Linked DNA regions of Mus musculus: all the other regions are linked to region 2. The links are chromatin contacts, called in public capture Hi-C and promoter capture Hi-C maps. All regions are on one chromosome and are shown on one strand. Each heading gives the region's core, a stretch centred on a gene start, on an enhancer-like site or on the middle of the called end of the contact. The rest is flanking DNA. Distances are from core to core; before and after follow the strand shown. Region 1 holds the start of Dnaaf3 (dynein, axonemal assembly factor 3). Region 2 holds the start of 3300002P13Rik (RIKEN cDNA 3300002P13 gene). Region 3 holds the start of Zfp580 (zinc finger protein 580).

Region 1 (4,215 bases), core at 1,047-3,546, 1.1 Mb before region 2:
TACATGGTAAAAAGAAAAAAGAAGTCTAGTGAATGTTGAGGTGACTTATGGAGGTCAGGGAGATCTCTGAGGCAACACTTGAATGACATACTAAGAATAAATGGCAGGCATACCGATGCGGGAGAAACAGAATAGAACGTTATTCCATCACAGGAAGGAGTCAAACCTGAGAAGCTGGTGCTTGTGTGTCAACCTGAGATCAAATGCAAACACCAAGAGCAAAGGCAGGCATGGCCAATGCTACCGTTGGGGAGCAGAGATCCACAGATTTGAGGGCAGCCTAACAAGAATGATGAACACCAGACACCCCTCTGTGGCATCTGCATTTTCATGGCCACAAGCACCCACACATGGGTGTGCATACATGCATATGGTACAAAACACACAGAAAGGAGCGAGGTGTTCTGCTTCATCGTGAGTCTGGAATTATATGATGTTATAAGTTATGCTATACATTTCTCTTTGCCTTATTGTGTGAGTTTTTGACTGCCTGTCTGTCTGTCTGTCCCCAGCATGTATACTGTGTACCACCTACATGTATATCCTCAGAGGCCAGAAGAGAGCATCAGATTTCCCGGGACTGGCATTATATACCGATGGTTGAAAGCTGACTGACATGTGGGTGTTGGGATCTGAATCAGGTCCACTGGAAGAGCAACCAGCGCTCTTGACTGCTGAGCCAGCTCTCCAGCCCTCTCTCTGTGTATAATGATGCTTGAACTATTACACCTACTTCTATCCCGTGACCCCCACCCCACAGGATTGAATTATAGTCTCGTACTATCACACCTGGATTGATGTGGTGCTGGGATGGAACACAGTGTTTCAGTCACGCCATTCCTGAAGGTATCGTTTCTGTAGCATTGTCTCGATTAGTTTTTGTCCTTCATTCTAGTAAGTTCTTCTATTGCTTAACATGATCTGAGAGACCAGTGTTAGGTATCTTCCCAGGAGGAAGATTTCTAAATTTGTATTTGAAAATTTTATTCTTTGTGTGTGAGTGTGTGTGTTACTCAAGTGTTTGTGGGTGCCAAAAGAGGTGAGAAGAGGGCATGAGAGCCCTGGGGCTGAAAGTACAGGCCGTTATGATCCTTCTGATGTGGTGCTGAGAACTGAACTCTCCCGTTCTCTAGGAGAGCAGAAAGTACCTTTATTTTTTATTTTATTTTATTGTTTTGTTTTTGTTTTTGTTTTTGTTTTTTGAGACAGGGTTTCTCTGTGTAGCCCTGGCTGTCCTGGAACTCACTCTGTAGACCAGGCTGGCTTCGAACTCAGAAATCCGCCTGCCTCTGCCTTCCAACAGAAAGCACCTTTAACTGCTGAACCTTTCTCCAGCTCCCAGCTCCAGGAGGGAGGATTTTTTTTTTTTTTTTTTTTAGCTTTTATACAGTGCGGTAGCCTTTGCTGGGCTAGAATAAGATATGGCAAACTGGTCTTGAACCACTGATTTTCCTACTTCAGAATGTTGGTATTACAGGTCTGTGCCATGGTGCCTGCTAAAGATGTATTATTGAGTAATGACTGTGAGTAATAGCCTGATCATATATTCTAGAAAAATCTACTGAGCAAGGTCCTGTTTTTCACCTAGTGAGGCCTGTATTCAGACAAGAGCCCAGGTGTAAAAGAAACAAAAACAAAAGAACAAAACAGAGATGTGAAGGCATGTCTTGGCTTCCTGTTATAATTTGGATTCACAGAGATTTCATTAGAATCCAGGAGTGGTGGCTCACAATATTTAAACCAAGGCCAGGAGGACTGCTGCGAGTTCGGAGTAACTCGAATAAAGAGGGACTCTGGCTCAAAAAGAAGAAGAGGAGGGAAAAGAAGAAGAGGGGAGGAGAGGAGGAGGGGAGGGGGAGAAGAAGGAAGAGGAGGAGGAAAGAAGAAAAAGGAAGAAAGGAAGGAAGGAGAGAGAGAGAGAGAAAGAGAGAGAGAGAGAGAGAGAGAGAGAGAGAGAGAGAGAGAGAGAGAGAGAGAGAGAGAGAGAGAAAAGAAAGAAAAAGAAAAGAAAGACAAACAGGGAAGACATTTCGTTCAGTTCTGATTTAATTTGAAGCAGCAAGGTAGATCCTCCCTTTCCTAGAAATTTGGAGGACGGATCCAGAAAGCAGGCACCCTACTCTGGTCCGGCTGTCGTTATGACAACCGCGTCCGGTGTCCAGTTTCAGACCACACCGCAGCCATCTCCCGGAGCTTCTATTGGTCAAAAGTTCATAGCGAGCGGCACCTTTTCACGTTAATTGGTCAGTTGATAGCAATAATGCAAAACCACCTGCTCCCATTGGGTGATGACTCAGAGTGGGCGAAGCCTCTGGGAAACTGTTGTGGTGGCTTCCAGGAGCTCAGCACAGGACCCTACCTACGGATATTTTGAAGAATAAAGGTGAGGGGATTAACGTGGAGGCGAAGGGGTAAGAAGCGGGGCAGCGAGAAAGGGAGGGATGAGATGGACAAATGTGGAATTCCCCGGACTCCTGTCCCACAGAGCGATGACCACGCCTGCGGGCTCGGGCACCGGTTATGGTAGTGTGTCCTGGTGGGGTCTGTCCCCGGCGCTGGACCTACAGGCAGAAAGTGAGTCTACCCTAAGACCACACACGGTCTTAGACAGAGGTGCCTTTCCTACTACAACTGTGGACTGTGCTCACAGCCCACAGCACTTGTGTCTGTGGTAGGGGATGCTGATGGGATGTGTATACCAACGTTCCCTAAATTAACTGGCTTGGGGAGAAGGGTTAATACTGAGTGCTATAAGGCAAAGGTATCGCTGTTTTTTGGAATCCAGGCTCGGCGTATCAAGCCTGCTGGTTTCTTAACTTCTAAAGTTAGCTAACTGCAGGAGAGACGAGCAGTCGACTCTGCCTGCTATCGTCTTGCCAGGTCCTCCTGTAGACCCAGATTCACAGTCGAAAACAGAGCGCAAGGTCCCAGAACTGGATGCCCTGCTGTTAGGTTCTGTGGATGGTAGACACATGCTGCGGACCCTGGCCAGGGCAGCGCTCTGGCCTCTCAGGAGCTTCAATGTGAGTTGGGATTCTGGGATCCTGGTTGGAGTGGAATGAACGGCCGATTCCTGAGCCTTTGAGAGAAGAGAGGATTGCAATGAAAGTTTCCAGGTCCTAGAGGTTAGGCTGTGGATCTGAAGAGTCTCAGACCTTGTCCTAGGGAAGTAAGGTCCTGGGATTTGAGGCCCCTGGGCTTCAGTAAGAGCGAGAGCCCAAGAATCAGGTCTCCAGCCGGGCAGTGGTGGCATATGCCTTTAATCCCAGCACTTGGGAGGCAGGTGGATTTCTGAGTTCGAGGCCAGCCTAGTCTCCAGAGTGAGTTCCAGGACAGCCAGAGTTACACAGAGAAACCCTGTCTCAAAACAAACAAACAAACAAACAAACCCCAAAAAATCAGGTCTCCAGAGTGAGTTCCAGGACAGCTAGGGCTACACAGAGAAACCCTGACTCAAAAAAACAAAACAAAACAAAACAAAACGAAACAAAACCAAAAACAAAACAAAACAAAAAATCAGGTCTCCAGGAGTGGTGTGAGGGGTGATCTCGAATCTAGACTTATGGCTTAAGAGAGAGACCTAGCAAGCTGGATCTAGTGGTTAAAGCCTGTAATCATAGTTGCTCCGGAGGCTGAGGCAGGAGAAGCATCGTAAGTTCAAGGCCATCCTGGGCAACAGAGAGTTCAAGGGCGACCTAATGAGACTATGCCTCACAATAGAAAGAAAAACAGGGGGGGGGGGGGATGTGCTGGGAATGGAGTTCAGTGGTGGAGTGCTGCTCTAACTTTTACAAGGTCCCTGGTTGGGTTCCATCTCCATACAGGGGTGTTGGGGGAGGCTGGTGTTCTGGGCTCCTAGGTCTGCAGAATTGTCTTGTCTGTCACTCGTGCAGTTTTATGTGCTGGAGAATAATCTGGAAGCGGTAGCCCGACACATGCTGATCTTCAGTCTAGCCCTAGAGGAACCTGAGAAGATGGGGCTCCAAGGTCAGTTGCTTAAGACTCTAGCATTCAGCCAGGGAGGTGGGTATGTCTATAATCCCAGCACTTGGAAGGCAGAGGCATGTTGTGTCCGGCCAGCCGACCACATGTTTTGGGTCCTAGGCTGGAAAGGCATGTTGGAAACCTGGAAGAGAAGAAGGGCTAGGCTGCGCGAGATAAGGAAGGAACCAAGACAAGCTTTCTGCTCAAGGTTCAATTTTAATGTCAGCAAAC
Region 2 (4,640 bases), core at 438-2,937:
TCCAGTTTCTGTGAGCACAGGTTGATTTGGGCACAAACATTCTTGGGGGATAAGAACAAGACAAAAGTTTCCCCCAGACAAAAGTTTCTTTCTCCCTGACTGTGGGACACAGATCTGGGCTCAGAACACAGCCTCTCACCTCCTGGCAGCTCAGCTGGGCCACAGGTCTCCCTGCCCGCGGGCACATCCGCCTGCCACAGTCGCTTGATGCACACCTTCCACAGCCCCAAATGGGCGGCCTCACAGACGGCGCTGCCATTGGTCTTGTATGTATTGAGTTCCACCCAGAACTCGGTGCCCACAGCCAGCACAGCCAGCGTAGCACCCACGATTGCCACCAGCAACCCCAGCTTGATCTTGCCCTCTCGCTCCGGAGTCAAGCCGAGATTCTGCTGTTCTTGGGCACGACGCCGGCCCACAGCTGTCCGGCGTCGGTCTTCCTCTTGCATGAAGAAGTTAGACCACATCATGATGATGGGATCCGCTGGAGCTCAGGCGAGCCTCAAGGAGTCAGAAAGACCTGTGCAGCGGGTCCTAAGGGGCAGGGGGCAGGGCCTAGACTTTCAAAGGAAGTAGTAGGCTCAGTGTCAACTAGATCGGGAATGAGAAAAAGCTGAGCCCCAAATGCAAGAGTGGAGGCCTTTGCCCCTGAGAAGAGAAACTAACTATATTTTTGGCCTAAGGATGCTACCAGGGCTTATGCACATGAACGTGGCACAGGTGAGGCCTAGAGAAAAAGCTAGGCTACTCTGAGGTTTACCTAGCCAATGAGAAAACTGAGGAGCCCAAGGGAAAACTTGCCCAGTTTCCAAAGGTTGCTGATGGGGTCTCCCGTAAGTCTCACAGTTTTCCCTTGAAAAGAGGGGAGCTGAGGTTTTTCGTGTGTTTGAGATATAGTTTAGATTTCTTCTGGCTCAGAATTTGAGAAAGGAGGAATCTCAGAACACTTTTGGGCTATACAAAAGTTAGAATTGGGATTTCACTGGTAAAGTTAGAAATCGCTCCAAGTCTGAGAGAGGCAAGTGGAAGCTCCAGTATTCACAGCAAATCTGGGACCCCACTGGAATTCGAGGGGGTATGGGCGAGCCAGGGACTACTCAAAAAAGAGCCCAGGTCTCCTACAGTGGCTGAGAATCACAATGAGGTCCAGAAAAAGAGGCTGGGGACTCTCTGTAGTCAGGACAGGGCTCAGACCAAGGCACTGTGGTCTACACTCTGGCTTAGAAAACCAAGGCAAAATACCCTGGGGGACACAGGAGTTGGAAAGGGACTCTCAGTCAGTCTGTCTGCAGTTACTCGGCTCCCCCTCCCCCGGGCTCCCAAGTCCTGCTCGGCCAGGATCGCTCCAAACTCAGCTCAGGGTCCCGCGCTCCCTTTGGACTTCCCACCCGGGTCTCCCGGGCACGGGTCCCTTGAGCTCTCCTGCCTCTGCGCCACGCCGGCCCCAGCTCCGCGATGCCTCCGAAGCGTCCAGCTTTGCTCGCCTCTACCCAGTCAGCTCTCCGGACCTGCTGCGCTCGCTCCCTGCCTCGCCCCATCCGCCCACCCCCTCACCCCACCGGCTATTTCAGGCTCGACCCGTAAATAACACTCGCACCTGTCGCAAGCGCCTGTTGCCATAGGGATCCGGGTATTTTAAGGGGACAAGGGGCGGGGGAGGGAGGCCTCTTGGAAGGAGGGGCTGGGGGCCGGGTCTTCAACAGAGCGAACGAAGGGAGATCTGTTTCCCCAAGGGTCCGGGACCAGGCTGCAAAGTCCAAAATCTGGATCTCAAAGAGCCAGTGAAGTCAGAGAACTTGTGTTTCTGTCCTGAGCAGTCCAGGCTGGAAGCTCCCTAGTTGGCTTGCAGGATTCTGAGGTCCAGAGGCTTGGAAGAAGTACTGGGGGTGGGGGCGGGGTGGACTCTTTGAGTCTGAAGGTTTGGAGGAGGTGGGCTTGGTCTGGATTCTTAAAGTCTGGGGGAGGAGAGGCAGGGTATGTAGTTTGAGGGTTTCAGGGAGAAGGGTTGAACTCATATGTATGTGGGAACAGAGCTTCAGTATAGGCTCCTGGTCTTGAGGGAGGAGGACTAAGGCCTGGACTGTGGGCCTGAGAGAGGCCTGGAACCTGACTCTTCAGTCTGGACAGGGGAGTGGGAATAGGGCTGGGATGGGGGGTGGGGGGCCTCCAGGTCTGAAGAAGGAGAGCTAGGGCTTGTATTCCTAGAGTTGTCTGAACCTATACTCCAAGACCTGGAAGAGGCCCCTATGGCCAGAATCCTCAGGGTCATTAGATCAGTTTCAGTGTTCAAGTCCTCAGTCCCCAAGAAAGTAGAAAAGACAGACTCTAGGGAATTAGGGTGCTGGGACACATGAAACAGAGCAACTGTCCTTATTGGATTTATTAGCCTGTGTGTCCCTGGGGGCCTTTTTTACAGCAGAGACCCAGACAGGGGACAGCCACGTGGCATGACAGCAGGGTCTGATTCTTAGCCCTCACTCCCTCTCTCAGCCCTTCTGTGGACCACCCAGGTGGGACCCACCTTTCACCAACTCCTTCCTTCCCCAGGTAGCTCCTCCAGTACATCAGCTGCTACGACCAGGTGCCTGGAACACAAGTGCCACCTCTGCTGGCCCCACTCTGGACTTTTTGGTTGGAATCAGTTCTGAAATGGCAGGGGACTGGCATCAGCCAGTCCTCAGAAGACATTCCTGAGCACTGAGTTGTCGTTACTGAATGAAGATAATGTCACTGGATTTGCTCAGGGCTCTCAAAGCAAGATACACAGTGTCATCAGCGGGCTCTGGAAGGTGGGCAGCGCTGCCTCATTGTGGAAGTCCTCCCGAGGCTCTCTTCCCTGTTTGCTATTGAGCTGTTCTCCCCTCTTCTGGCCCCTGGACCTCTCCATATTTCTCAATCCCATCTGCTTTAGTAGCTATGGAAATTCTGTGTGCATTTGCTGTCTTCTTGCCGATACGTTTTCCTTCTCTGTCACTTTCACTTTTCATTTTCAAATGAAAATAAAAGTATTTGTTTTGTGGGGTGTGGGGATCTAGGGGCATGTGTGTCGTGGTGCATATGTGGAGGTCAGAGCAACTGGCAGGGTCAGTTCTTTCCTTCTACCATGTGCGTCCCAGGGGGCGGATTGAACTCCGGTTGTCAAACTTGACAGCAAGTGCTATCTCACTGACCCTCTTTCAAGTTTTTGTTTTAAGAAAATGTCTCTTTCTGAAGCTCGGGCATGCCTTGAACTCTGGTGATCCCCCTGCCTCAGCCTCTTTAGTTCTGGGATTTTAGGCATGGGCCACTACACTCAGTTCTGTATCGTTTTCATACCAAAATGATAGCTGCTTGGATTCTGTCTCCCACTTCTTCCCACACACCACTCCCCCAATGCTGGATCAGGTTTCTGTCTCTGAAGCTGGACTGCAGTCACCTCTTCTTGCGCTGATCAGCCCTGTTCACATTAATAAAGCTTCTGGTCTTCCAGATCTCTTCCCAGCTCTCAGTAGCACTGGGCACATATGGCTGACTTCCTCCTCCTCCTTAAAACTTTATGTGCTTTCCAGCCTTCCTTGTGTGTGTGTGTGAGTGTGTGCTAGGGACTGAACCTAGGGCAAGTGCTCTAGCCCTGAGCCACACCCCAGCCCCTCACTGGGGGCTTCTAAGCAGGTACTATACACTGAGCCATACACCCCACCAACACTTCTTTTGCCCTGTGAGAGGGTCTGGCTTTCTGCCTACACCCAGGCCACTCCCTCTCATAGAGATGATTTAGAATTTTCCAAATTTCTGACCGGAGTCATAACTCTATCCACATCACCCTTCAAAGTTATCCCGTTCCGTGGCATTAAATGTCTTCTGAATGCTGATGTTACTAAAACTTGTATTTTCAACCCTGACCTCGTCACCACTCCCATCATCATTAACTGGTTACCTGATACCCTGACTTGGATTTCCAGAGGCATCACCAACTGGGCATGTCCAAAAAAGAACCCTTGATCCCTCCCTCCTAGCTAAAGTCTATTCAGTACACAACGGTGCAGCTTCAACTCAGATTCCTAGCTCTCATACAAGCTGTAAAATTCCATACCTCTAATGCTCATTCCCCCTTTGATTTTGTTTGTTTGTTTTTGATAAAGGGTCTCATGAGCTCCTGATCTTCTTGCCTCCATTTCCCTAATACTGTTTATAGACATGAGCTGCCATGCCTTTTATGCAGTGGTGGGATACAACCAGGGGTCTCCTGCATACTGGGAAAGTACTCTGCCCAGTGAGCTACATTCCTAGGTCCTCCAGTTTTGTTTTGGGAGACAGTCTCATGTAGCCAAGGATGTCCTTGAACTCCTGATCCTCTTGTCTCCATCTACAGACATTCACCACGCCCCACCCAACCCACTTTCACAGTAACAAGATTCTGGGGTTTTTTGTTTTGTTTTAAATAAAACTATGAACCCAGCATGCTTGTGCTTAAAGCTCTCCAGGTGTTTCCCGTCAGAGAGGGAAGAGATGGAAGACAGTACGATCCACCTATCACCACCCCGCCCCGCCCCCCAAGGCTCCAAGGGCCCCTCAGTCTTTGAGGTTTGTGTGTATCTTACTCATCCTTGTTCATACCTCTCATCTCAGCTTATTTTGAATGGCTTTGGCCTGTCACTGGT
Region 3 (4,364 bases), core at 184-2,683, 1.6 Mb before region 2:
GCCGCGGTGGCCGCGGCCCCGCCACCGAGGAAGAAGTGGAGGAGGGGCCTTCCGCCTTGGGAAAAGGGGGAGTCTTGGGGGGCGGTGGGTCCATGACCTCCGGAGAGGAGGACCGAGGGTGGGGTGGCCGCGGCGGCAGCAGCAGCATCTGGAGCGGCAGCTGGGAGCGGCGGAGGGAAGAGAAGTTAAGATCCTCTCTTCCTTTCAGGAAAAAAAAAAAATCCTAAAAAGGAAGATGATACCACTCCCTGCCAGACTGTGCTACTGACCTACCTCCCTACAAAGTAAGAAGTGACTCCAGTCCCCATCTCCGGGACTCCTACACCAGGGCTTAGCAACACCCCGCTCCACCGACTCAGGTCATAACCTCAGACATCCTTCGGATTCCCTTCCCTCACCTCCACCCACCGAAATCAATCTCCAAGTCCATTTCTTTCCTTCTCAGTTTAGGTCCTTTCTAATCTCACATTCTAGAGACTAGTGGCCTCCGAGATTTTTCTCCCATCTACCCATTCCTTTTTCTCAGAGCTCTACTCAATCTCTGATTTAGTCCTTTCCCTCAGGTCCCTCAATACCCTCAGAGCCTCCCCAATCTCCACAGTTGTCGTCGCCTCAAGTTTCCTCCCTAGATACTTATCCAGAGTCCCACTAACCCAATTCCCCACTTTCCATTCAAGGCTCTTTTATGTCATCCCCACACTCTGCACTTAAAGGTTTTGCCATTCTCTTTCCACTCGAGGAAAGCCATCGTCTGTACTTCATTCTCAACTGACTGCCTCCAATATGCGCCCCCATCTTGTTATATTTTATTCACCACCGTCTCCACCCACAAAGTATCCTGACATCTTCGGTTTCTCTCTCCATCGCCGCCACCACCTTGGAGCATCTTCCAACTCGCAGTCATAGACCTTCTGGTTTCTTGTTCCCGCACAGCTACCCCTAACCTTGGCCCCTCCTCTCTAGATACAGCTGGCATCTCTGGTCCCTCTTCACCTCCCGGGTTATTTGATGCATAGCCCCTCGTCTGGGGACCTCTAGCAGCCCTGGTCCTCTAAACCACCCTGTCCCGTTATATCCCCTACGGCCTTCCTACTCCCCTGGCTTCCATAAGGAGCTTTGGCCTCCCGACGCCCCTCTCTCAGGCTCTGAGTGTCGCTTTCGTCGCCTCACCGCTCCGACCCACACCCAGAGACCTGCCGGCCTCGCGCCCTGCCCAAGCCAGGCTCCTCCCTCCATCCCGGCCCCCGTACCCGGTGCAGCAGCCTCTCGGGTCCGGGGGAGAACGGGGCCGAGGTCCCGGACGGACCCGGGCTTGCCCTGACGAGCGCCGCGGTAGGAGCGAGCTTCCGGGCAGCTCCGGGCCGGCGGCGCCGGGGACGCGGGTCGGGGGGCGCAGGGGCGCGAGGGGCGACGGCGTCCCTGAGAAAGAGCACCGTTCAGAAACGCCCGCTACACACACGAAGGTTCCGAGGCTGGAGTCTGCAGCTGTAAAGGGAGAGCGCAAGGGGTGGGGGTGGCGCTTGGCCAACGAGAAGGACCTGCAAAAGGACAGTTTCCAGCTGCGTGCCATTCACAAGAGCCATTCCTTTGCTTTGAGTGACCCGTAAAAAGCTAGATACTGTGAAGTCTAGTAAGCGCCCCATAAAGAATTGAAATTTACAGCTTGTCGTCTTTCCACCCTGCCTCCCCTTTCCGCTTAGGCAAAACCAGCGGGTTAGAGAAGGGGTGTTTCTGTTGGATGAGCAAATGGAGAGACAGAGGTCCAGAAGCCCGATCTCTGTTCTGATTTAGCAGGGTCACAATCCTCACGTCTCATAAATGGGGGAATCAATGTCCAAAGAAGACGTTGCCAGATCCCGTAAAGTATATATGCTCCACTGAACATACGGGGAAACAGAGACTGGGGACGACCAGATGTTGACCCAGAAAGGAAAATGTACTATTTCCCCGCAGAGCATATGGGGAATCTGAAAACTGGAGCATGCTTGCTAGGTATAAAAATGGGGACAGGGTTTACCTAACATGCACTCTTGGTTTGATCCCCAGCACTGCATAAAACTGGTTGAAACAGAAGAATCAGAAGTTCAAGGTTATCTTCTCCAATATATTGAGTTGGAGGCCGGCCTGGGCTACATGAAATCGCATCTGAAAACAAGGATGGAGAGCAGCTGTGATTCTTGCCAGTGACCCAGCAGGGGAAAGTAAGGTCTCCAGAGGAGACCAGCCATTCCTAGGTACGGGCATGGGGAAGTTTAGACTTACTATGGAATACATGGGGAAGCTGAGGCTCAGAGAAAGCCAGGCATTGTCGTATACACAGGCAAGGAAGCTGGTTCTTTGGAATGGAAAAGAGTGCTGCTGAAGTCACCAGCACCCACTGCCTATGGTAGCTGGCGCGCAGGGCTCTTCAAGGAGGGTCTGAGCATCCAGTTTTGATGCAGTAGCCTGGGCCAGTGAAGACACTTTGTATTTGTAAAATGCACTCTGGTATGAGATGCAATTACAGGAGGTTAGGACCCATCTAAGGCTAAGTCCTAGATCCACGTACTGGGAGTTGGGAGGGGGCAACAGCTGGACATAGCCAAGGGAGAGGAGGGTTAGGCGCCCAGTGCAAGGACCCCACCCACCCACCCACCCAAAGAGTGGACTACCCCTTGAAGAATTATCCAACATCTTTCCATCGGTAACAAATGCTATAATTTCTATGAGGCGTGACAGTGGATACATGAAGCTATTGAGCACTAGTGCTTCTGAGGCCCTGAAGTATGGAACGTATTCATTCCTTAATTTAGATTTGCCCCAGGAGACAGCTATATAAACTGTATTTTTATTTCTTGAGACATGATCTCAAGAAGCCTAGCCTGACTATGCAGCCTAAGATAACCTTGAATTCTCTCTCTCCTTTAAAAAAAAATGTATGTAAGTGTTTTGGTGGCCTGTAGGCATATACACATGTGTACTTGGTGTCCTTGGAGGTCAGAAGACAGCAATCGGATTCCCTAGAACTGGAGTTAGAGTGTTTGTGAACCACCTTGTGGGTGCTATAAGTCAAACCCAGGTCCTCTACAAGGGCAAAGGAGTTCAAACCCAGATGACCACGTGGTGGAAGAAAAGAACCAACTCTAGAAAGTTGCCTTCTGACTGCCACATGCATGTACACGATCACACATAAATAAATGAATTTCAAAACCTAAGCCAAGAAGAGGGCAGAGACACAAAACAAAATATCAGTTAGTGAATGAGTAAATTTGATCAGATAGTAAATCCCACCTCTCCCTGAAAAGATACTTCTGGATGGAGCTGGAGCCATGCTTCAGCAGTTAAGAGCACTGGCTGCTCTAGTAAAAGCCCCAGGTTCCATTCCCAGCACCCAGCTTAACAACCATTTATAAATCCAATTCCAGGGGAGCCCACACCATCTTCTGTCTCCTGTAACAGGCATACATGTCTACAAACATCCGAGTAGGCAGAAACACCAATATACATAAAATAACTTTTAAAAAAGCTACTGCCGGGTGGCTTAGCATCCCCAAAGCTCTGGATCTGATTCCCCACAACACAGAGGAGACACCCTGCCACCTAGCTGGGACATGGTCATGATAAAGTCTACCAGACATCAGTCTAACCCCTCTAATGTCCTCACTTGTCCCAACCACCACCTCTCTCCCTCTCAAAGTCAGACATATCATGTCCTGATATGTTTCTCTGTTAAAGGAGGTGTGGCCTTGTTAAAGTGGGTGTATCACTGTGGGTGTGGGCTTTAAGACCTTGTCCTAGCTGCCTGGAAACAAGTATTCTCCTAGCTGTCTTTGGAACAAGATGTAGAATTCTTAGCTCCTCCTGCACTGTGCCTGCCTGGATGCTGCCATGTTCCCGAGTTGATGATAGTGGACTAAACCTCTGAACTTGTAAGCCAGCCCCAATTAAATGTAGTTCTTTATAAGAGTTGCTTTGGTCATGGTGTCTGTTCACAGCAGGAAACCCTAACTAAGACATCTGCCAATCAGCCTGAGTCTACAGAAGCGGCAAGAAGCCACTGGAATCTGACGTCACGAGAAGTTCCTTGGTGAGTTAATCTCTATGAAGTCATGACAAGAGAACACTTGCCACGTGGTTCATGGCCAACAGTAACCAGAGCATCTTCAGTGAAGACTATCAAGGTGAAACAATGCCCAAGCCATGTCCCACCATCTGCAGTCATATTTATATTCTTCCTAAGCATCACACATCCTTTCACCTGTGTCTACTTTAGCAGAACACTCTTTCATGTATCTGCACCAGCAAAACATCATATGACATAACTGAGTTCCCAAAGAAACCTGAGAGTTCCACTTCAAACATGCCTGTCGGCTGTGGTGGGGAGT

Evidence for each region. Promoter capture Hi-C pulls out the DNA fragments that hold promoters and counts their contacts. Capture Hi-C pulls out chosen DNA fragments and counts their contacts.
Region 1: a promoter capture Hi-C map of embryonic stem cells shows a contact between it and region 2, with 3 times the contacts expected there. The contact joins the promoter of Dnaaf3 here to the promoter of 3300002P13Rik in region 2. A contact is called at or near these places in 8 of 39 promoter capture datasets (the 3T3-L1 cell line, cranial neural crest, embryonic stem cells and 4 more), 2 of 115 datasets of contacts at active chromatin or transcription factors (both in embryonic stem cells) and 1 of 9 other capture datasets (embryonic stem cells).
Region 3: a contact with region 2 is called in a capture Hi-C map of macrophages, with 5 times the contacts expected there. The contact joins the promoter of Zfp580 here to the promoter of 3300002P13Rik in region 2. A contact is called at or near these places in 3 of 39 promoter capture datasets (cranial neural crest, embryonic stem cells and hippocampal neurons), 1 of 115 datasets of contacts at active chromatin or transcription factors (astrocytes) and 1 of 9 other capture datasets (macrophages).

Annotation. Positions count from the first base shown.
Region 1 is chr7:4,530,546-4,534,760 of GRCm38.p6, reverse strand. It overlaps Dnaaf3 (dynein, axonemal assembly factor 3), which reads left to right and starts at 2,296. Exons shown (of 12, transcript NM_001033548.3): 1 at 2,296-2,383; 2 at 2,486-2,574; 3 at 2,881-3,023; 4 at 3,894-3,987. The coding sequence starts at 2,490.
Region 2 is chr7:3,420,492-3,425,131 of GRCm38.p6, reverse strand. 3300002P13Rik (RIKEN cDNA 3300002P13 gene) reads left to right here and starts at 1,687. Exons shown (of 2, transcript NR_126426.1): 1 at 1,687-1,858; 2 at 2,548-3,467. It overlaps Cacng6 (calcium channel, voltage-dependent, gamma subunit 6), which reads right to left and starts at 470. Exons shown (of 4, transcript NM_133183.2): 1 at 140-470. The coding sequence starts at 470.
Region 3 is chr7:5,048,601-5,052,964 of GRCm38.p6, reverse strand. Zfp580 (zinc finger protein 580) reads right to left here and starts at 1,433. Exons shown (of 2, transcript NM_026900.1): 1 at 1,251-1,433; 2 at 1-160. The coding sequence starts at 148. Gm15510 (predicted gene 15510) reads left to right here. Exons shown (of 4, transcript NR_166619.1): 2 at 2,047-2,234; 3 at 3,978-4,066.